Regions from separate parts of the Sus scrofa genome. Here regions 2, 3 and 4 are each linked to region 1. Evidence: chromatin contacts called from public Hi-C and HiChIP or PLAC-seq data. All regions are on one chromosome and are shown on one strand. Each heading gives the region's core, a stretch centred on a gene start, on an enhancer-like site or on the middle of the called end of the contact. The rest is flanking DNA. Distances are from core to core; before and after follow the strand shown.

The links. A called contact is a pair of places that touch in the nucleus more often than the background predicts. HiChIP or PLAC-seq counts read pairs in DNA pulled down with a chosen protein or histone mark.
Region 2: a Hi-C map of liver shows a contact between it and region 1, with 1.5 times the contacts expected there. The contact joins the promoter of LOC110256370 here to the promoter of IFNAR1 in region 1. A contact is called at or near these places in 1 of 5 promoter capture datasets (liver), 10 of 47 Hi-C or Micro-C datasets (alveolar macrophages, brain, fetal heart ventricle and 4 more) and 2 of 2 datasets of contacts at active chromatin or transcription factors (alveolar macrophages and skeletal muscle).
Region 3: a contact with region 1 is called in an H3K27ac HiChIP or PLAC-seq map of alveolar macrophages. The contact joins the promoter of DNAJC28 here to the promoter of IFNAR1 in region 1. A contact is called at or near these places in 1 of 47 Hi-C or Micro-C datasets (liver) and 1 of 2 datasets of contacts at active chromatin or transcription factors (alveolar macrophages).
Region 4: a contact with region 1 is called in an H3K27ac HiChIP or PLAC-seq map of alveolar macrophages. The contact joins the promoter of IFNAR2 here to the promoter of IFNAR1 in region 1. A contact is called at or near these places in 12 of 47 Hi-C or Micro-C datasets (blood, embryonic fibroblasts, heart right ventricle and 3 more) and 2 of 2 datasets of contacts at active chromatin or transcription factors (alveolar macrophages and skeletal muscle).

The regions. Positions count from the first base shown.
Region 1 is chr13:196,921,839-196,927,150 of Sscrofa11.1, forward strand. IFNAR1 (interferon (alpha, beta and omega) receptor 1) reads left to right here and starts at 4,040. Exons shown (of 11, transcript NM_213772.1): 1 at 4,040-4,106. The coding sequence starts at 4,040.
Region 2 is chr13:196,793,473-196,798,718 of Sscrofa11.1, forward strand. LOC110256370 (40S ribosomal protein S2-like) reads right to left here and starts at 1,310. Exons shown (of 7, transcript XM_021069845.1): 1 at 683-1,310; 2 at 488-681; 3 at 411-485; 4 at 27-408. The coding sequence starts at 966. The region is part of intron 1 of IFNAR2 (interferon alpha and beta receptor subunit 2); the gene reads left to right.
Region 3 is chr13:197,113,401-197,119,141 of Sscrofa11.1, forward strand. DNAJC28 (dnaJ homolog subfamily C member 28) reads right to left here and starts at 1,293. Exons shown (of 3, transcript XR_002338034.1): 1 at 999-1,293; 2 at 1-95.
Region 4 is chr13:196,762,684-196,768,728 of Sscrofa11.1, forward strand. IFNAR2 (interferon alpha and beta receptor subunit 2) reads left to right here and starts at 3,404. Exons shown (of 10, transcript NM_001204775.2): 1 at 3,404-3,481. The region is part of intron 4 of LOC110256370 (40S ribosomal protein S2-like); the gene reads right to left.

The DNA.
Region 1 (5,312 bases), core at 2,790-5,289:
TGGAAGTTCCCAGGCCAGGGGTCAAACTGGAGCTGTCGCTGTGGCCTGTGCCTCATTAATTGCCGGAGGCCAGCTCCAGCGGCCAGAGAGTGTACACTTTTCCCGAAGGAGAGGGACGCTCGTTGGCTTTTGCAACGGAGACAGCCTCTTTGTCCCTTCTTTCAGGGCGCTGGACTGCTCAAATTTTATTGGCATAAGTGCTTGATTATATAGACAGTTTTTCACTACAGATTACATCACAGTGTTAAAAGTACATTGGTTATCTTTTGCATGCTACAGCAGCTATACATCATGTTCTAAGATCTTTATCTTAACTAAATTTAGTGAGTACAATTTAAGGGCAGTTAGGTACAATACATTATGTGGGAAGGAGGAGACTCAGTCCAAACCATCCCATGGCCAGCAAGTCTCCACAAGTTGAAGAGGTCACAGACATAAGAATTTGGCATTCACAAACCTTGTTTTTAGACTGGTGCTTATCTTTGAAGCATGATGGCAGGGAGGCAGTGTAAGCAAATATAAACCAACTTAACTAGCTATCACTTAAAAGCTTCTATAACTCATAGCTAGGTGTCTTTTGGTCCTGAATAACATATGCTTAACTTCTATGAACCTCATTAAAATCCTAACTCTAAAGTTTACTATATAACTAGTTAGTAGGTAAACACTATGTTTTAATTAAGTTGGATTTAAATAGGGGAAAGTCCTTTAGGATGAAATTCTTATTATATTATTGTTGTAATTGTGTTAAATCACAAATCACCACAGGAAAATAAGAATGGAAAATAAGAATAATAAGCAAATAATCAGGAAAGACTGAGGAAAACTGAATAACAAATAAAACAACAAGCAAGACTGGGTCACCCGAGAAACAATCCATGTTCTCTGGCGCAAACACGGAAATTGTTTTCCCAGGAAAGCCCCAATTTTTCCCCATCAACATCAAAACGAGAGCTGTGTAACCTGAGGCCTGCCCTCGGCTTATGCCATACAGGTAGGTCTCATCCTGACCAGAAGCCCACCTTTGGCATGTACCATTCAGGTGAGCTCCCTTCCTTGGTTAGGAACTTGCCTTCAGGTTTTTTTGCCATTAGGCAAGGTCTTTTTTTTTTTTTTTTTGAGTCCGTGCATCTTCTCAGCTCGCCGCAATTAATAACTGGGAACATCCCCCAATAACTGGATTGGAGGTAAGGGGGGATGGATGGATGGATTGGGGGTTCAGGATTGGCATATGCACACTGAGGCGCATGGAATGATTGGCTGCAGGGAGCCGAGAAGATACAAGGAGCCAAGGAAGGGCGCTTGCCTGAACGGTACAATTCCAAGGGCTAGCTCTGATCGGGATAAAGGCCTGTCTGAAAGGTGCAATTCCGAGGGCGGGTTCCTGAACAAGGAAATGCTTTCCTGTACTGGGGCGCAATTCTAAGGACAGGCCCTAGAAGACAATAAGGCTTACCTGCTGACCTAACAACAACAAAACAAAGGGGCTGCTTAGCAGCACAAGAATGGAAACTACTTCTTGGATAATTCAGTCTTTCCTGTTATTTGCTATTTTTATTTTCCTATATTGATTTGTGACTCAATAAACTGGAACAATGATAGAACAAAAAGAGTTTCACCCTGGTAGAATTCTCCCATTCAAATCTAATTTAGTTAAAATAAGAAATTATATTCATTAGTTTGTTATAAGTAACAATAGGTCTTAGAGTTAGGTATTTTGGAGTACACAATAGGTCAAAAAATAGGTTAGGTATGCATTATTCACGGTAAAAAAACATAATAATAAAACTTGTTTTTAATTTCCTGGGAAGCTTTTAAGTTGTAATAAATTGGTTGCTTTTAGAAATAAAAATAATTTCTTATTCTGTCCCCTTGCCATAATACTTTGAAGTTTTTACCCTAGGTTTCAATCTAAAAATGACCTTTGTTAATGTCAGATTCTTATGTCTGTGACCTTCTGGCTGTTAATGATTAACTTAACATAATAATAGGTAGTAACCACAAGATGCTTTGTACCGAATCTCCTTATTTTCACATGATGTTTTTTCCACATAATGTTTTGTATCCATTTACACATGATGTTTTGTGTCCATTAATTCTAGTTTGTTAAAAAAATCTTTAGAACATAATGTATATCTATTGTACTGTAAAATCTGGAAACGATGATGGAATCTACAATTAAACTGTATAAATAATCACCATGCCAATAAAATTTGAGCAGTTCAGCGCCCCTGAAGGAAGGGACAAAGAGGCTGTCTGTCTCTGTGTGCCTCTGACCACACTGTCCATCCCCGACAGGGTGTGCCACTCCCCGGCTGCTGGAGCTGGTCTCTGGCAGTTGGCCAATGGGGACCTTCTGTGATCATCTATGTGGGAAACGAATCTGAAAGAGAATGGATGGATGTACACGTACACCTGAATCACTTTGATGTACAGCAGACATTCATTATCACAACATTGTAAATCAACTGTACTTCAACAAAAAATTTAAAAAAGAGTCGTGGTAAAGGCTTTAAATGAGTATGATTAATAAGTGCAACCAGGAACTTCCTTCTTCCCTTTAGATCCCCAGATTCTCCGGGGGTATTTTTCCATCTATGCTGTTATTAAAGCAAAACACTAACAAACTGAGAATCAAACCTGAAAATTGATGAGTCACAAAATAATAATCCAATGTTTTTAAAAATGAGGCCCCAAAACTGGATAAATTTACTAAAGTCATTGTTCACTTAAAATGGATGAATTTCACAGTATGTAAATTATACCTCAAAGTTTTTATAAGGCAATATTCAAGCCCATAGTTCTCTACAAATACTCATTTAACCTTACAATTTATAATTAAATTGTTTAGTTGTAATTAACAGCTAAGCATTTGCTTATTTCATCTTTCACCCTTTATATTTTCCCTTTTGAGTATTTTTAATTTTTTAAACAGTTTATTTATTTATATTTGCTTTTTATTTTTAGGGCCCCACCCACGGCTTATGGAGGTTCCCAAGCTGGGGGTCGAATGGGAGCCGCAGCTGCCGGCCTAGCCACAGCCACAGCAACGCCAGATCCAAGCAGTGTCTGTGACCTACACCACAGCTCACGGCAATGTCAGACCCTTAACCCCCTGAGCGAGGCCAAGGATTAAACCCGCAACCTCATGGTTCCTAGTCGGATTCGTTTTTGCTGCGCCAGGCCGGGAACTCCCTTTTTGCGAATTTTTATAAGATACATAATTGATTATTAAGGTGCTTAAATAACCGTTTGAATGATGGACTCAAACCTTTTACTGATAAGGGCAGAAGATCAAAAGAGCTTGGAGAGCGTTGTTCTGGACACCACCCCCAAAGCCCAGAAGCCGTCACCATCTTCTCAAAGAGGCCCTTGCGCCCCAGGCCAAGATCAACGCGTCTCGGCTTCACTCGGAGGCGCCTGCACTTTGCTCACAGCGCTCAGAACAAAGGAAATGGCCTGGCCCGCTCGGAAACTCTCCCCACTGCTTCCTCCCTTAGGACCAAATCCGCCCCAACACCGCTTTGCCAGACTCCGGAGTCCGAGACCGGGCACAGTAGGGTGCGAGCAGAGAGCGCAGAGGTTGCCCGCCGGCTGCAATTAGCGAGGGGGTTGGGAGGAAACACCCGCCTCGAAATTTGCGCAGGCGCACTGGCGAATCTCCGCGTTCCTGCCAGGGTCAAGCCCTCGAGTTACGCGCAGTCTTCCCGGAAAGCGAGGGTGGACAGCAAGTGAGCTGTCACTTTCCGGAAAGGGGGCGGGGGGCAGGCGGTGGAGTCTGGGCGGCCCCTGCCGTCCCACGCGCGTGCGCGGACGGTGGCACGCGCAGAAGGCACGGCGCGTGCGCGGGAGTCGATGGCGGGGGGTGATGAGCGTGGGGCGGGGCGACTGTGGAGGGGCGGGGCGCGAGCGGCGCGAGGGGACAGGGCCGCACGGGTCCCAGGTCCGGGGGTGGCCTGTGCACCCAAGTTTCCCTTGCGCCGCGCTTCCTGATGTGGCCGAAGACGTGATTGGAAGGGCCGGCGGCCGCCCGCGGACGATGCTCGGGTTTCTGGGTGCGACGACCCTGATGCTGGTCGCTGGGGCTCCGTGGGTGTTGCCCGCAGGTGAGAATTAGGGGTCCCGGCGCAGGTGGGGGGCAGGGCGCGAGGCTGGATGGCGGCGGCATGGGAGACCTCGGCCAGGGGAAGTGGGTGGGAGAGACAGACATCCCCTCTGGGAGGCCTCTAGTTTCAGGGCTCACATTTCGACAAAGAAGTGACGTCAGAGATCTTTCCACACCGCTCCTTTGGGGGCGTCCTCCTTGCCATCACTTCTGCCCTGTGCCTGCTCCTTGGATTCCCACCCCCGCAGGGTTGGGTGTGCCTGATCCTTGGGGTGAAGTCTCTTTCTTTCCGAAAAATCCGGTAGCTCGACTGGACCGTTAAATAATAATAAAGGCTTTAGCCATGAGCTATGCTGCCGATCTTGAAACGCGTTTCCTCCACTTAGTAAATAGTTAATTGGTCCTACGTGGGAGGATTTCTCTGCCCTCAGGGTTCGTACAGTCTAATAAAAAAGTAATAATAAAAGAAAAAGTACACAGCCAAAATGCAAAGGCTGGGAGTCACCAGGCTCGTTTGCTGTCTTTCTTGGCTTAGCTGGGTTGGGTGGGGGAATGCAGCTGTGATAAGGTTGACTTTGTAGGAGGAGGAGGACCCACACACAAACAGGGCCTGGCAAACGAGAGCAGGAGTCCAGGGGTTGGTGAGGCCACCTGGAGGACTTGAAAATACTTAACTGCTTAGAAAACCAGACCCTGATTTTCTGGGGTACATGGTATCCGATCTTGTCCTAAAAAATAAAACGGGCAGTTATTTTACCATCACAATGAGTTTCTTCCAGAATAAGCAGAGGAATGGCAGTTTGGGACAAGCAAGCTATAGCAAAAATCATACGCAATTCCAACAACCAAAAAAAAGAAGAATGTTACTTTACAGAGAAAAAGGAGGAAGTCCAGTGGGGTTGTTTTGAGCAAAGTTCATTGGATGAAAGCAAGGGTTGAGGAGAGTTTGGCGTTTCCCGTTGGCCGGGCTTGTTAGGGAGAGGACAGTTCCTCCTGCCGAGGGATGTAATTGACATTGATTGACGTTATGGCTGGCTGCTGTAGTTGATGGTGAGGGCAAGTGCCTGAAGACTCCCAGGTTCTGGCCTTCTGACTTCATTTTAAATGAGGTTACCTGGAGTTCCCTTGTGGCTCAGCAGTTGTGAACGCAGCTAGTATCCAAGAGGATGCGGGTGTGATCCCTAGCCTTGTCCAGTGGGTTAAGGAT
Region 2 (5,246 bases), core at 60-2,559, 130 kb before region 1:
TCAGTGGGTTATAACCTTTTCCTTTCCTTTCTTTTCTTTTCTTTTCTTTTCTTTTCTTTTCTTTTCTTTTCTTTTCTTTTCTTTTCTTTTCTTTTCTTTTCAAAAGAACTTTGTTCACTTTACCTTTCTCATATAAAATGACGTGGCTGCTGGCCACAACAGGAACCGGGTCCTCTGCATTGGAGACGCTGGTGTGGGTCTTTACAGGGTGGTCGGTGAATTCTGGATAAGGAGACGTGGCGAACACCATCTCTTTGCAGACGTCAGCAGCGAGATAGCTGTAGGTCTTGGAAATGGCATGGAAGGTGATCTTGGTGAAGTTGCCCAGGGTGCCAGTACAGCCGGAGGTGTAGCAGTCCTCAATTCCAGCCATCATCAGTGGCTTCTTGGGCACAGGAGGTGAGACATGCCAGTGTCTCTGGGGTCAGGGATGTGGCACACCAGCACAGAGCCACAGCAGCCAATGACCTTGCAAGGGATGGTGGGGGTTTGCTGATCTCATTACCCCAGCAGCCTGGCCTCATGGGGGTGGAGAGTTTCCCCAGAAAGATGCACCCCACCCCGCCATGGCAGTGGCTACCACCATGTCCATTGTAATCCCCAACGGCAACAAATGCCTTGAGCCTGGTCCCCTGCCAGCATGTCTGCTTTTGCACGGGCATAATCTTCAAAACCTTAGGGATGCCCCCGGGAAAAATCAATAATCTCAGCATCCTTGATGGGCAGAGAGAAGAGAAAGGTCTCTTCCAGGAGCATGATCTTCAAGTCTTTGACCTGGTGGCCCAGCTTGGTAATGGGGAGCCACTCCTTAGCCTTGGCCTTGCCTCCGAGCTCTCTGTGGCCTGGACCCAGCCCCGACCTGGGACACTGCTGCCAAAGCCTCCACAGAAGGCACCTCCCCGCCCCCCCGCCCCGCCCATTCCAGGCTCCGGGGATATCTAGGTCCTTCCGATGCAGCAACGTCATCCACCTTTCGGTGTTTTTATGGAGAAGAAGCTGTAATCCATTTCGAGCCTTATTTATTTTTGTACTCAAATTGTCTCTGTTTTGGAGAGTCCTTCTGACATGTCCCTATCATTCTCTGAGCACTTTCTTACTTTCCTGAATAACATGCTCCAGACTTACCTTGTGTTTTCGCTGCCCCTACCCTGGAATCAGTCATTTCTCCAAGGAACCCAGTTTCTTTTACTGGGAAGTTACCGTAGAGTCAAAAATCTGGGTACTAAGTGTGCCCATCACTGTGGAGTGTCACCAGGTGCCCCAGAGGGCGGAGCTGGGGGGAAATATACACACACACATGCATTTATATCTCAGAGGGCAGAATTAGGGGAGAAAATACACTCTCACACACACACACACTCATTTTTATATCTGTATTTATCTCTGTTTCTAAGGATCTATCTATCTATAAAAAATCATGTGTTTATATCAACACCTCCAACAACACAAAGTTGGTTTTAGTTTCTCCCGTTCAATGTTTGCATTATTTATTTATTTACTTTACTAGCTGTACCTGTGACATATGGAAGTTGCCAGGCTAGGGGTCCCATCAGAGCTGCAGCTGCAGGTTTGCACCACAGCCACAGCCACAGCCACAGCCACAGCAACGATAGTTCCGAGCCACAGCTGCAAGCTACACTGCAGCTTGTAGCAAAACTGGATCCTTAACCCACTGAGCAAGGCCAAGGATCAAACCCGCATCCTCATGGACACTATATCAGGTTCCTAATCCTTTGAGCCACAACAAGAACTCCCTCAATATTTGTAACTTCCTTCTCCAACAGTGAGGGACCCAGCTCCTGTTATCCTTAATAGATTTATATTTTGATTGATCCCCATATATGTAAGCAGGCTCCTGTCTCCCCTCCACCCCTTCTAGCTTGGATGTCCTCCTCAACCCACCTGAGCCCCAAGACCCCACGCCAGACTGTCCCCATGGAAACTGCTTCCTCACCACTCTCAGACTTGGGGTATCACACTCTCTCTGCCCCCCAACATGGATGCAGCCCTCACTCTCTGACATGTTCTTTTTTTAATTTAAAATTGTTTTTAATTGTTATTTCCCCAGTACAATTTTTTTCTACTGTACAACAAGGTGACCCAGTTACACATACACATAAACATTCCTTCTTCTCACGTTGTCATGCTCCATCATAAGTGACTAGACAGTTCCCAGAGCTACCCAGCAGGATCTCATTGCTAATTCATCCAAAGGCAATAGTCTGCATCTATTAACCCCAAGCTCCCAATCTATCCCACTCCCTCCCCCTCCCCCCTTGGCAACCACAAGTCTATTCTCCAAGTCTATGATTTTCTTTTCTGTGGAAAAGTTCATTTGTGCCTCATATTAGATTCCAGATATAAGTGATATCACATGGTATTTGTCTTTCTCTTTTTGACTTACTTCATTCAGTATGAGAGTCTCTAGTTCCACTCATGTTGCTACAAATGGCATTATTCTGTTCTTTTTTGTGGCTGAGTAGTATTCCATTGTGTATATATACCACATCTTCCTAATCAAATCATCTGCCAATGGACATTTGGGTTGTTTCTATGTCTTGGCTATTGTGAATAGTGCTGCAATGAACACGCAGGTGCCTGTGTCTTTTTCTAGGAAGGTTTGGTCTGGATATATGCCCAAGAGTGGGATTGCTGGGTCACATGGTACTTCTATGTATAAATTTCTAACGTACCTCAATACTGTACTCCATAGTGGTTGTACCAGCTCACATTCCCACCAACAGTGCAGGAGGGTTCCCTTTTCTCCACACCCCCTCCAGCATTTATTATTTGTGGACTTATTAATGATGGCCATTCTAACTGGTGTAAGATGTTGTCTCATGGTAGTTTTGGTTTGCATTTTTCTAACAATCAGGGATGTTGAGCATTTTTTCATGTACCTGTTGGCCATCCATATATCTTCCTTGGGGAAATGTCTATTCAGATCTTTTGCCCATTTTTCCATTGGGTTGTTGGCTTTTTTGCTGTTGAGTTGTATAAGTAGCTGGTATATTTTAGAGATGAAGCCCTTGTCAGTTGCATCATTTGAAACTATTTTCTCCCATTCTGTAAGTTGTCTTTTTGGTTTCTTTTTTGTTTCCTTTGCTGTGCAAAAGCTTGTCAGTTTAATTAGGTCCCATTGGTTTATTTTTGCTTTTATTTCTGTTGCTTTGGGAGACTGACCTGAGAAAATATGTGTAAGGGTGATGTCAGAGAATGTTTTGCCTATGTTCTCTTCCAGGAGTTTGATGTTTTGTCTTATATTTAATTCTTTAAGTCATTTTCAGTTTATTTTCGTGCATGGTGTGAGGATGTGCTGTAGTTTCATTGATTTGCATGCAGTGGTCAAGGTTTCCCAGCAACACCTACTGAAAACTGTCTTTTTCCCATTTTATGTTCTTGCCTCCTTTGTCAAAGATTAATTGACCGTAGGTGTTTCGGTTTATTTCTGGGTTCTCTATTCTGTTCCATTGGTCTGTCTGTCTGTTTTGGTACCAGTACCACACTGTCTCAATGACTGTGGCTTTGTAATATTGCTGGAAGTCTGGGATAGTTATGCCTCCTGCTTGGTTTTGTTCCTCAGGATTGCTTTGGCAATTCTGGGTCTTTTGTGGTTCCATATACATCTTTGGATTGTTTGTTCTAGTTCTGTGAAACCCTCTGAAGTGTTCTGACACCTCATACCAGGTTACCCCTGGATGACCCCCTTGTCCTGTTCAGATTCTGACACCCATGATGGGCTTCCATGGCTCCCTCATCCCCCACTGGCATGGCTCCTGTCTTACTTTGTGGCACCTACCAGCTGTATGATTCTTTCTGCCAGAGCATCTGAATGCTACAAACCAGAACTTTGGGGTTCCAGTCTCCACCCACAGACTTTCTCTGTTGGGTTTTTCTTTTTTTTTTTTTTTTTTTTTTTGGTCTTTTTGTTATTTCGTGGGCCGCTCTCGCGGCATATGGAGGTTCCCAGGTTAGGGGTTGAATCGGAGCTGTAGCCACTGGCCTACGCCAGAGCCACAGCAACGGAGGATCCGAGCCATGTCTGCAACCTACACCACAGCTCACGGCAACGCCGGATCGTTAACCCACTGAGCAAGGGCAGGGATCGAACCCGCAACCTCATGGTTCCTAGTCGGATTCGTTAACCACTGCACCACGACGGGAACTCCTCTGTTGGGTTTTTCCATGTCAGTTCGTGATACCACCAGCCAGCCCTTTGCTTGAGCCCACAAGTACGATCATCATGATTCCACACCAGACTCTCCTTTCCTTCCTTGGTTGATTTCTGTTCCAGGGGCTCTGGGACTTGGGCATTTGCTTTCTAGGAATGTTTGGCTCCAGATTTGCCACTGTTCAGACAAGGAAGTCCTCAGCCGAGGGGGGGTCCTCCGAGACCAGCCCCTCTCCAGTAGCTCCCCCAGGCATTCTTCAGCTCACCATCTGCTGCTCTGTCTTCATGACTCTCTACAGTTATCTTGTTTGCTTAACTGCCACAGGTTTGTACTACCACCACCCCATCCCATCCACCCCCACTGGAGCATAAGCCCCCCAGCAGAGCAGGAGCTTGGCCTGGGTCATATACTGTGCTGTTTCTAAAACCGACCACAGTGCTTGACATGTGTGGATGCTCAGCAAATATCTGCATGGGGAAGTTCCCGGTCCAGTGATCGAACCTGCACCACAGCAGGGACCCAAGCGCATCAGTGACAATGCCAGATCCTTAACCTGCTAGGCCACCAGGGAACTCCTGAATATTTCTGAATGAATGAACAAATTGTGTATTTTTTTAAGAGAGTAGACTTTATTTATGAGAAAAAAAGAGCATATAGAGTATACAGAGATTTCCCACAGACCCAGTCTCTTCCACACAGTTTCCTCTGAGGTTAACATCTTATACCAGCGTAATACATTCGTAGCAGTGGATGAGCCAATATGGATACGTTGACATTAACCAAAATTCAAAGTTTACATTAGGATTAATTGTGTTATATAGTTCTGTATAACTACAGACTAATGTTGGTTTTGACAAATGCAGGATGCCAGGTATCCACCTAGCCTGATAATTCCAAATTCTCTGTCATACCCTAGTCTTGTTTTCAAGCTTGTTTTGTCTCTTCAGATTATATTTTTCCTGCTTTTTAGCATGTCTTTATACACACACACACACACACACATATATATTTGTACACATATGTATTTGGATAGATAGATAGATAGATAGATAGATAGACAGACAGACAGACAGA
Region 3 (5,741 bases), core at 43-2,542, 190 kb after region 1:
TCATTGAAACGTTTATCAGATGAGATCTTAGGATTCGAGCCATCACTACATACACTGTGTTCATTATTGTGCCCAGATTTCTTCCTAGCAATGATCTATAAAACGACAACAAATATTGGGTGAAGAAAGTTGTATTATCAGCTAAATCCATATTTTCAGCAATAAGGATGAATTACGAGTACAATACTTCTTTCTAATGCTGCTGCCAAAATTCTTACAGCTTTATTTCATTTGTTCAGCAGAGAAATGGAAGTTAATGATGTCTTGCGTCAACATATTGTGATGGAATCTAGATTCTACTCTGTACTAACCACAGAATTTTAGAGCTGGCAAGTTCTCAGAGATCTAATCCAATCTTCTCATTTTATGAGAAAATGCAGGCCCAGAAGGTTAAGCAACACAACCAAATCACACAGCAAGGTGTAAGCAAAATAGTTAGGGTTAGGGCACAACAAGCCTCTTGCATATTTGTCCTCAGCAAATTATAAACGTCAGTAGCACCACTATTTCTTTAGTGAGTGCATCATTGTCTTTATTATCCCAAGGAGTCTTCTCATGAGAAGACTTACATGAAACAATTAGAACAAGTGACTGATTCTGTACCTACTCTTGACACTAAATTGCACAGAATCAAGGGTCCAAAAGACTTTAAGCTCTACAGCGTCTTAGGAAGGAATAGTCTGCTGCAAGCCTGAAAGCCGAGATGAAAGGTGAACTCTCTCAGTATACTGTTACCTGTTTTTGTTTTGTTTTGTTTGTTTTTTAAACGCACAGCATAGTAGAAGAGAAAATCTTCTATATAGAAAATGGCAATGAAATGCTAGAAGTGACTTAAAAATAGGATTTTGATGTATAAACGCTAAAATTCAGCTCCTGGGGACTCCAATTTTCTATAAAAATTGGGGTCAACGGCTTTCAGACTTGACTGGGATGGGTGGCCGTCGCGGAAGAGAAGTCAATCTCGACACAGTACACGCCGGGTCCCGCCCTCTACTCACCTTCTCAGACCCTGGGAAGGGGCTCTGCGGCTCCCGCCCCCATGCTGAGCATCTGCGCATGCGTGCGAGGGCGGCCCTCCACTCCCCAGCTGTCTCCGCCGCTGGACTAGACCATCTGCCTTTTTACGCTGAGGGAACCCTCAGGGGTGCGGAGGGCAATGTGATACCGAATAGAGACAGATGTCCTACCTTACCAGGGGACCCCAGAATCTCTTTTAAAACAAACTCTTCCCAAAAGGACACAAGCAGGACAATTTCGGGACGCTCCGCCCCGCCCCGGGCAGTCGACTCCGCCCTCCCCACCCCTAGCGGGAGGTGGGTCGGTCGAGTGGATTCTGGGAAATGTAGTTCTCCAGGAGGACCCCGCCGCGCGCCTGCGCCTTCCGGGAGGGAGGCGGGGCGGTGAAAACGTCTACACCGCCGGAGGGGAGATGAATAGGATTTACCATAGCGTTTGGTCAGTGTCGAATGCGACCCTTGAAGTGCTAATGGTTCGGAGGGCGCCGGTCCTAGGTAACTTGTTTTGAAGAGGGGATGACAAGTCCTTTTCCCCCCGAATAGGACCTGAACAGCTTTTTCAGGTTTGCAGCCAAGGACACCAGCTCAGAGACGAGGAAATACTACCTGGCCCAGAAAGTCTAGGTTAGCTCGGTTGGTTAGAACGTGGTGGTAATAGATAACCCAGGTTAGAAACCTAGTCTTTCGTTAGTTCAGGAACTTAGTGAGCAGGTAGGTCATTTAGCCAGGCATTGATAGAGAGAGGGTGAGGACGGTCGAAGACAAAGTTAAATAAAGTGTTTTCTCGCTTTAAGTTCAGTCACTGTTATGGGGATTTACTATTTCCCCCTTCTGCACAGGGTAAGTTTTTAAAATAGGAAAAAGCAAGAAGAAGAAAAGGCGGGTCAGACCTGAGCTGAGAACTGCTTTTCTCTGTGTCCGTTTATCTGTAAAGTGAGGGTACCAGCAAATGGTGAACGTATTTAGCACTCAGTTTTTGCCAGGCACTGTGCTAAATGCCTATTTATGTAATCTTTTAAAATTCTTGCAACAGCCCAATGAGGTAAATGCTATTGTTTTCCTCATTTTACTTATGATGAAATAATAATTGTGTAGCACTCACTGAGTTTTTGTGAGATTTACACACTGTATGTAAACCACTTTGCATAGCGCCTGGCACATTAAATAATATTTTGTACTATGACTACGTTTCTTAAAAGAAGGCAGAAGTAGGGAGTTCCTGTTGTGGCATAGCGAAAACGAATCCAGCTAGTATCCTTGAGGATGTGGGTTCGATCCCTAGCCTCACGTAGTGGGTGCAGTGGGTTAAGGATCCGGCGTTGCCGTGAGCCGTGGTGTAGGTTGCAGACACAGCTCGGATCTGGCGTTACTGTGGCTCTGGGGTAGGCCAGCAGCTGTAGCTCCAATTCAACCCCTAGCCTGGGAACCTCCATATGCCTCGGGTTCGGCCCTAAAGAGCAAAAAAAAAAAAAAAAAAAAAAAGTAACTGCACGTACTATGCCCCTTTATCCCAAAGTACTCAGTATTTGTTTCCTCAAAACAAGGACATTCTCTTCATCATAGCACTGATAGCAAATTCACGACATTTAACTTAAAGACAGTATTATTTAATGTACAGGTTTTTTGTTTATTTTTTTGTTTTGTTTTTTAGGGCTGCACCTGCAGCATGCGGAAGTTCCCAGGCTAGGGGTCAAATCGGAGCTGTAGCTGCCAGCCTCTGCCACAGCCACAGCAACCCGGGATTCAAGTCGCATTTGCTATCTACACCACAGCTCACGGCAACACCAGATCCTTAACCCACTGAGCGAGGGCAGGGATCGAACCTGCAACCTCATGGTTCCTAGTCGGATTCGTTAACTACTGAGCCATGATGGGAACTCCTTAATGTACAATTTTTGTATTCCAGTTTTAACAATTGTCCTAATGATGTCTTTGAGAGCAACCATGGCTTTTTAAGTCAATAGAGCAAATGAGTGATAAACCAAAGCATTTTTGGTCAGTTTAATTCTGGGCAGAGTCAAACCACTTGAAAATATGGTTCTTTTCCTTTTAAAAGTTTGCTGCATACTCTGAAATCAACAGTCCTGTGATTATAAAATGTGACTCTGGGCAGAGTCAAACCACTTGAAAATATGGTTCTTTTCCTTTTAAAAGTTTGCTGCATACTCTGAAATCAACAGTCCTGTGATTATAAAATGTGATCAAAGGATCAAATTCAGAGTCAGAACCAAACACATAGGTTGACTAGCATTTTTATTTATTTATTTTTTGACTAGGGTTTTTTTTTTTTTTTTTTTTCTTTTTAGGGCCACACCCTTGGCACATGGAGGTTCCCAGGCAAGGGGTCGAATCGGAGCTGTAGCCACTGGCCTACACCACAGCCACAGCAGTGCCAGATCCGAGCTGCGTCTGCGACCTACACCACAGCTCGTGGCAATGCCGGATCCTTAACCCACTGAGTGAGGCCAAGGATGGAATAAGTAACCTCATGCATGGTTCATAGTCGGATTCATTACCACTGCGCCATGGTGGGAACTCCTTTGACTAGCATTTTTAATGTGATCATGCTACCTTGCTTATTTAAACTCCTTGGCAGTTTTTTTACATTGTTTTTTAAAAAGTTTTATTGAAGTATAGTTGATTTACAATGTTGGGATAATTTCTGCTGTAGCTCAAGACTTTTATTTCTATTTCCTTTAAAGTTACTATTTTTTTTTTTTTTTTTGGTCTTTTTGCTATTTCTTTGGGCTGCTCCCGCGGCATATGGAGGTTCCCAGGCTAGGGGTTGAATCGGAGCCATAGCCACCGGCCTACGCCAGAGCCACAGCAACGCAGGATCCGAGCAGCGTCTGCAACCTACACCACAGCTCACGGCAACGCCGGATCGTCAACCCACTGAGCAAGGGCAGGGATCGAACCCGCAACCTCATGGTTCCTAGTCGGATTCGTTAACCACTGCGCCACGATGGGAACTCCTAAAGTTACTAATTTTTTTCTCTTCTGTTTTTGGCTGCATCCACCATGGCACATGGAAGTTCCCAGGCCTAATCTATTGCACCAGGCCAAGGATCAAACTGGCAACACCATGGAGACAAGCCAGATCATTAACCCACTGTGCCGCAGCAGGAACTCCTCCAAAGACTTTTGTTTTTGTTTTTATTTTTTGCTTTTTTTTTGTTTTTCCAAAGACATTTAAAACACTGTCTCAGGAAGTTCCTGTTGTGGCTCAGCAGGGTAAGAACCTGACTAGTATCCATGAGGATGAGGGTGCAATCCCTGGCCTCGCTCGGTGGGAAAAGTATCTGGCATTGCTGAAAGCTGTGGTGTAGGTTGCAGATCTGGCTGAGATCTGGCAATTGCCATGGCTTTGGCGTAGGCCTGCGATTGCAGCTCCCATACGATCCCTAGCCCTGGACCTTCACATGCCACAAGTGCAGCCCTAAAAAGACACAAAACAAAACAAAACCTGTGGCAGGGGTTCCCTCGTGGCACCGGTGGGTTAATGATCTGACACTGTCACTGCAGCAGCTCGTTGCTGCTATGGCGCAAGTTCAACCCTTGGCTTGGGAACTTCCGTGTGCCATGGGTGTGGCCAAAAACAAAACAAAACAAAACCTGTTTCACTTTCTATTTTAAGGTTAGGTCATGATTAAAATCAACATACTTGAACCTCAGTCTTTATTTTCCACAAAGTCTAATTGTTACCTCAAGTTTGTCATTTGGAGTGTAGTATTATCTTACGCAGAAGGGCTGGTTTTAAGTTGTGTTGGTTTAGATGTGGATGACATTGCTTAGTTTAGGACATTTTTCATAATTTGTGCACTCAGAATGCAGTCGAGCATTTTGAAACAGATTTCCCCATAAACAAGGGAGAGTAGCGAGTTGGCACGAATTTAGCACACCGAATTAATCATTAATGGTATTTCTGAGTGGGTGGAAAAGAGATGTGTAATTTTAAAAAGTTCCTAAAAAACAAATTTCTTTATTTTATAGTTACATTAAATACTCAGCTACTGCAAGAAGCATGGCTCCTCAAAGGTAACCTCTTCTGTAGTTTTACGCTTTGACTAAATCAAGTGAGCAATCTGTGTTTTGTTTTTGTTTTTTTTCTTTCTTCCACTTCCTGGTACTTCATAACTACAACAGAGTTGATTTATTTCTGATAAATTGTGGTGCCATAGTAACCAAAATCACACTTTCCTGAAGATTGATTTATGGTACCATGTGCATCCTAAAAGCATACATTGTTCAATGATGATTGCAAACCGTGTTTTCTGAAGCTACAATTCTCAGAAGCACCATGAATATGCTTTCTTCTCTGGGCACCCTCTCAATTCTTTTTTTCTTTTTCTTTTTAGGGCTGCATTCGTGACATACAGAGGTTCCCAGGCTAGGGGTTGAATCAGAGCTACAGCTGCCGGCCTACACCGCAGCCCTAGCAACTCGGGATCCAAGCCGTGTCTATGACCTACACCACAGCCAGATCCTTAACCACTGAGCAAGGCCAGGGACTGAACCCGAGTTTTCATGAATACTAGTCGGGTTCTTTAACTGCTGAGCCACCGAGAGAATGCCTCAATTCATTTTTTTGTTTTATTGAAATAGAGTTGATGTACAGTATTATGTTAGTTTCAGTATATTGATTCATTTTTTGCTGTATTTGATCAAGAAAAAGTTTGCTGGAGTTCCCGTCTTTGCTCAGTGGTTAACAAATCTGACTAGCAT
Region 4 (6,045 bases), core at 2,154-4,653, 160 kb before region 1:
AGCCCCAGTGCAAGGATGTAAAACTTACTCTCTCTCACTTTCCTCGGTTCTTACCCTCCTTGGAAAGTAAGCGAAAGTTTACCTTAAAAAAAAAATTACTTTCAGAGTTCCTTGTGGCACAGCAGGATGAGGATCTGGCGTTGTCATTCAGCTGCTGTGGTGCAGGTTCGGTCCCTGGCTTGGGAATTTCCATATGCCTGGGGTGCGGCAAAAATATTTTTTTTTTCACAGCAGAAACCTTCTAAAAGATTGAATTCTGTGCATGCTATAGGGGTGAACCTCTATATCCATTCCCTGCTGTGCTCCACCTTCTGTGAATTAGGAAAGGGGTTAAAAATAGCTACTTTGGGTTCACTTTCATTATCAAGCTTCTGTCCATGAGCATCTTTTAAAAACCCACGTTGTCTCAATTGTGATCACTTAAACAGAAATCAGGAGTTTCCGTCATGGTGCAGCAGAAAGGAGTCCGACTAGGAACCATGAGGTTTCGGGTTCAATCCCTGGCCTCACTCAGTGGGTTGAGGATCCGGCATTGCCGTGAGCTGTGGTGTAGGTCGCAGACTCTGCTCGGATTCCAAGCTGCTTGGGCTCTGGCGTAGGCCAGCAGCTAGAGCTCGATTGGACCCCTAGCCTGGGAACCTCCATATGTCTGGGGTGCAACCCTTAAAGGACAAAAGACAAACAAACAAAAACGGAAATCATACTTATGTTTCAAAAACAGTCAATATAGAATAAAATTCCACCCATACTAGTCATTTTCCTTCTATCATTTTTAGGGAAAAGAAAAATAAATCATTCATTAAATCCAATGCCTTTTATAACAAAAACCAACACAGACAGCTTGAACCTGACCTACGATTAGGAATAATAGACGTTTGAAATTCAACGACAATTTAATTCTTTGGAAACATCCCCCGTCTAGGTGTCAATGATTCATTCAACTTTGTCATTAGCATTATTAATTGCTTAATATCGTTTACGACCAGGAAACCCCTAATGTAGTGAAAATTGCAAAAGAATAGACTCTAGGAGCCCTATATCCAGCCGTGCCTCTGTGGTTCGGTTTCAGGAAAGAGTTTTCTATCTCTGGGTCTCAGTTTCTTTGCTTTGGAAAATGCGGAATTGAATCAAATTACCTTGCATTTCTCTCCAACTCTCATAACCCCTCATTCACACACCCTTTAAAATAAGTACCCGCAGTTCACGCACTATTCTTCCTTGAGAAACAGCGCCACCTTCAGGTCACAATAACCATAACAGAGCGGCTGCAGAGTTGCTTCTCCCGCAGGCAGGAATTATTTGCCAGATCCACAGAAACCCGTCCCCCTGGCGTCCTTGGGGACCTGGTCACACATTTGTGAGCCTGCCAGCTGGGTTAAGATCAATGTGTATGGACATGGAGCCAAGCTGAGCTAACTGGCCCACAGGGGACAGATACATGACCTTGGTCTAATTATCACAGCCCCCGGCTCACGGAGCTCACCCACGGAACAATTCCTAGGAAAGAGATCAAGCAAGAAACACGCTGGATGAACTGAAGCCTAAAAAGCAATGATAATAGACACACCTCTTCTTATCCCCTTAAGACAGTTTCCACCTGTTCTCATTTTAGCATGATACCCTGCAAGGCAGCTCTCGTGTGTTTTATCAAGAAAAATTGCATAGCGGAGTTCCCATCGTGGCTCAGTGGTTAACAAATGCAACTAGGAACTATGAGGTTGTGGGTTCGGTCCCTGGCCTTGCTCAGTGGGTTAAGGATCTGGCAGTGCCATGAGCTATGGTGTAGGTCGCAGATACGGCTCAGATCCCGCATTGCTGTAGCTCTGGCATAGACTGGTGGCTACAGCTCCGATTAGACCCCTACCCTGGGGACCTCCATATGCCGCAGGTGTGGCCGTAGAAAAGGCAAAAAAGACACAAAATAAATACATAAATAAATAAATAAAAAGAAAGAAAGAAAAATTGCATAGCAGACTCTTAAATAAATACCATTATTATTTTTTTTTTTTTTTTTGCACCCAGCAAATATTTATCAAGAAACCACTTAATCCCAGCACAGTGCTGAGGGCTCTCACAAAATTCTTTCTACTGAATTTCCACCACAGTCCTTAAGAGGCAAGCATGAAAATGCCCATGCTTCCACACAAGGAAATTGAGACTCAGAGAGGTGTGGAAATGACATGACAGCTTTGGCTCCAGTCTTGAGTATGAGATACTCGCATACTTCCTGCGTTAGGAGGGGCCACAATCAACCAAGAATGTAACAGCAACTGCCCCTTTTCCAGGCTTATCTCTCTGCACAACCTCGTTCTGCCAAATGCAATCGGCAGTTGCGAGCAAAGGCAGTTCGAGAACGCCATTTCTTTCTTTGAAGTGTGATCAGAAAACAGCCCTATCTTTGCCAACCAGCTTCAACTGCAGTACCCTGAGCTGCATGGATGGGGTTCATGGGTTAGAGGGGATATGGTGTTTTGTCACTAAGTCTCACAGTTTGCAAAAGATGGCTCATCTGAGAAAGAGAGTAAAGAGTATTTAAGATTATCCCTTTGAAAATATCCCATCACCCCCTAAATTTCCTAGGCTTTCTTGGGTGGGAAAGGGGCAGAGCAACTCCAAGCCCAGAAGGATGCTTTGTAGCTGGAAATACCACATTCCCCTGCATCACTCAGGAGAGACATGGGGGCCCCGCTGCACAATGCCCCTCACCGCATATCTCACGCTTTCCTGTATTCGTACAGGCTTGCGTGACACAAGCTGACAAAAATCAGGTTTTCCAGTCTGTCTCCCAGATTATACTTTACAGAATACTGGCACATAAATATGCAGTCACCAAGTATTTGCTGGTGTATTAGGGGGAAAACTGTAATCTACATGCAGAAAACAGACATGAGATAAGCTGGAGTGATTGGACCTATGTGAGATGGTAGCGAAGTTATTTTCAGACAGCGCCCAGGGAAGGAGCCTGGCTCAGAAAGGGACGGGAAAAATGCTCACAAACTTTGGTTTATGGCTTATGGGAAAAAGACCCAGATGGAACAAGATGGCAGAGTTGCACTGACCCTTTGAGGAAGGAGAAGTTAAGATGTGGCATCTAAACCACAAGGCAGACACCAGAAAAAAAAAAAAAAATTGCGTAAGCAAGGAAATTCTCAGTTTGGAGCATCTTCTTATACTCAGAGGAAATGTTATTCAAAGTTGCAGCTAGTGAGAAATTGAGGAACAGATGCTTGATAGTTGGTGTGCAGTTTTTGCCTGTAGTCGTAATTGGCAGGGGCAGTTCCACGGCGTTTCAGAGGCCGAGGTGGAAAAGGAGGAAATAGAAGGGGCTGGGGACTGACGGTCACAGCATAGAGGCAGCCACCAAGGATGAACTGGAGCAAAAAAGCAGAACTGTCTACAAGGCACGTATCCCTGAAAGAGTATTATGCAGAGAAGCCCCAACAGCAGCGGCTGTGGCTGAGCGAATCCTGCTTGGAAGCTGGTAAGCCCCTCTCAAGCCCCAATGGTAATGATGGTAGGTGAGCAATCCGTTATCTTTTGTCAGCATCATCCATGCTAGCCTCCTCGTCGCCTTCTTCCCACATCCTAACCCAAGGAGCCAGGCTTTCTTCGTACAGTTTCTATTCTGCAGGAGGTTAAGCCAACAGAGAATCAAAACTAGGAGTTCCCGACAAGGAACGAATCCGACAAGGAACCAGGAGGTTGCGGGTTTGATCCCTGGCCTCGCTCAGTGGGTTAAGGATCCGGCGTTGCTGTGAGCTGTGGTGTAGGTCACAGACGAGGCTCAGATCTGGCATTGCTGTGGCTCTGGCGTAGGCTGGCAGCAATAGCTCTGATTCGACCCCTAGCCTGGGAATCTCCATATGTTGCAGATGCGGCCCTAAAAGGACAAAAGAGAAAAAAAAGCTAGTTATCACTATGTATAAAATAATAAGCTAGGACCGAGAGTGTGAACAGTTGTTTCTGCAGCATCTGGAGCGTGGTCCTCCGGGCATTGTTTTCTGCTTTATTTTGTCCTTGGTGGCCTTTGGAGGGGCTGAAGTAGCTCCGGAGAGGTGGGACGGCAGAGATGAAGAGTGTACACCACTTTTGCGGGTTACAGATGGTGTGCAGAGAAGTGGGCGCTAAATGCGTGCTACCATAGACCCCGATTCAGGCTGGGCGAGAAGTGTTCCCATAGGGAAGTCCCCATGTTTTTGGAAACAGATTCATTCATACAACCATGCATTTAGTTGCACACCTACTATGTGCTATGCGCTGGGCACAGAGTAATGACAGCATCCCATCAAGTTCTTGGGCGATTCTGATGGGATGCCTGCAAATGAGGGACTTGGTTGGATCCAGAGGACGTGAGCTTTTATGCAGGGGGATAAGCCATATCTCCCTAAGGGGCAAGGTCAATGGACCTGGACAGAGAGTGGTTTTAACTCTCAGTAATGGAGAGACCGGTACCTGTAGGTCAATAGGTACAAATGAGGACAGCTGAAATCTACATGGAGCAGCTGAAAACTGGCAAAGAGGTTTAAGCTCCTCACCATTCATTGGGCATTCAATTCCCTGAATGCACCAGACTTTGGGACACACCAGCCCACAAGGCCCCTCTGTGTGAGTCTGGGAAAGGCACGGTGTGGGCACCTATCTTCCTGGGAACTGGGTGAAACCTGCTGTCCCACAGCTGGACTTGAGAACCCACATACCGCCTCCCAGCCTGCTCTGCTGGGGCCTTCTGCCTTAGACATTTACCCAAGTTCTTCCATCTTCCTGCAAGGCTTCCCCACACCCCCACCCCTTCCCACCTCCCCTTCCAAACCCCACCTTAGAGATGACCGTCACAGAGTTCCCGTGTGGTTCATCAGATTAAGAACCTGACTAGAATCCATGAGGATGCAGGTTCGATCTCTGGCCTCTCTCAGTGGGTTAAGGATCCGGCGCTGTCGTGAGCTCTGGTGTCAGTCACAGACTCGGTTCAGATCCAGTGCTGCTCTGGTTGTGATGTAGGCTGGTAGCTGTGGTTCCACTTTGACCTCTAGCCTGGAAACTTCCATAGGCCACAGATATGGCCCTAAAAAGGAAAAAAAAAAAAAAAGACGGATGACTGTCACAGGTAAGCCTTCCCAGCCCCTCACAGCTCCAAGTCACTGTTTTATATTGTCACATCACCCTGTATTTCTCCCTAATCAGCCTTGTCGCAATTACAAGCACTTGTGTAATTGTCCTTCCCCCCAGGAGCGGGTAAGCTCCCAGAAAGGAGGGTCTGTATCACTTGTGCTCATGCTGGGCACCTAGGATGCTCTCAGTAAGTCCTTCCTGACTGGTGAAGTGAATGGAGCTTCAAGTTAGGGCTCATGGAAATTTTCCTTATCCTTCTAAGGAGAGTGATTTGAGCACACTCGCCACTCCGTGCAGCCCAGACATGCCTGGGTGTTCCTATTACAAATGCTGGCTCGGAGTTCCTGTCGTGGCTCAGTGGTTAACGAATCCAACTAGGAACCATGAGGTTGCGGGTTCGATCCCTGGCATTGCTCAGTGGGTTAAGGATCCGACGTTGCCCTGAGCTGTGGTGTAGGTTGCAGACGCTGCTTGGATCCTGCGTTGCTGTGGCTCTGGTGCAGGCCGACGGCTACAGCCCCGATTAGATCCCTAGCCTGGGAACCTCCATATGCCTAGAAAAGGCAAAAAAACAAAAACAAATGCTGGATCCTCTCATCATACGGGGTCATGGAGGCTCCATGCTTTCACTCGCAGGTTTCTCATTCGCTTCTAGAAACGGTGCTATCTGGACAAGGGCAGAAAAAAATCCTCACTTGATAGAAGCAGTCTGGAACAGCCGAGTGAATACCCAAATTTGGAACACAGGCTGCCAAGTGTTTTCATTTCATGGTGTCTGATCCCCATTCACTTACTCAAAAAATATTTATAGGGAGTTCCTGCTGTGGCCAGTGGGTTAAGAATCCGACTGCTGTGGCTCAGTTCCTTGTGGAGGTGTGGGTTCAATCCCCTGCCCAGCACAGTGGGTTAAAGGGATGCAGCATTGCAGCCGTGACT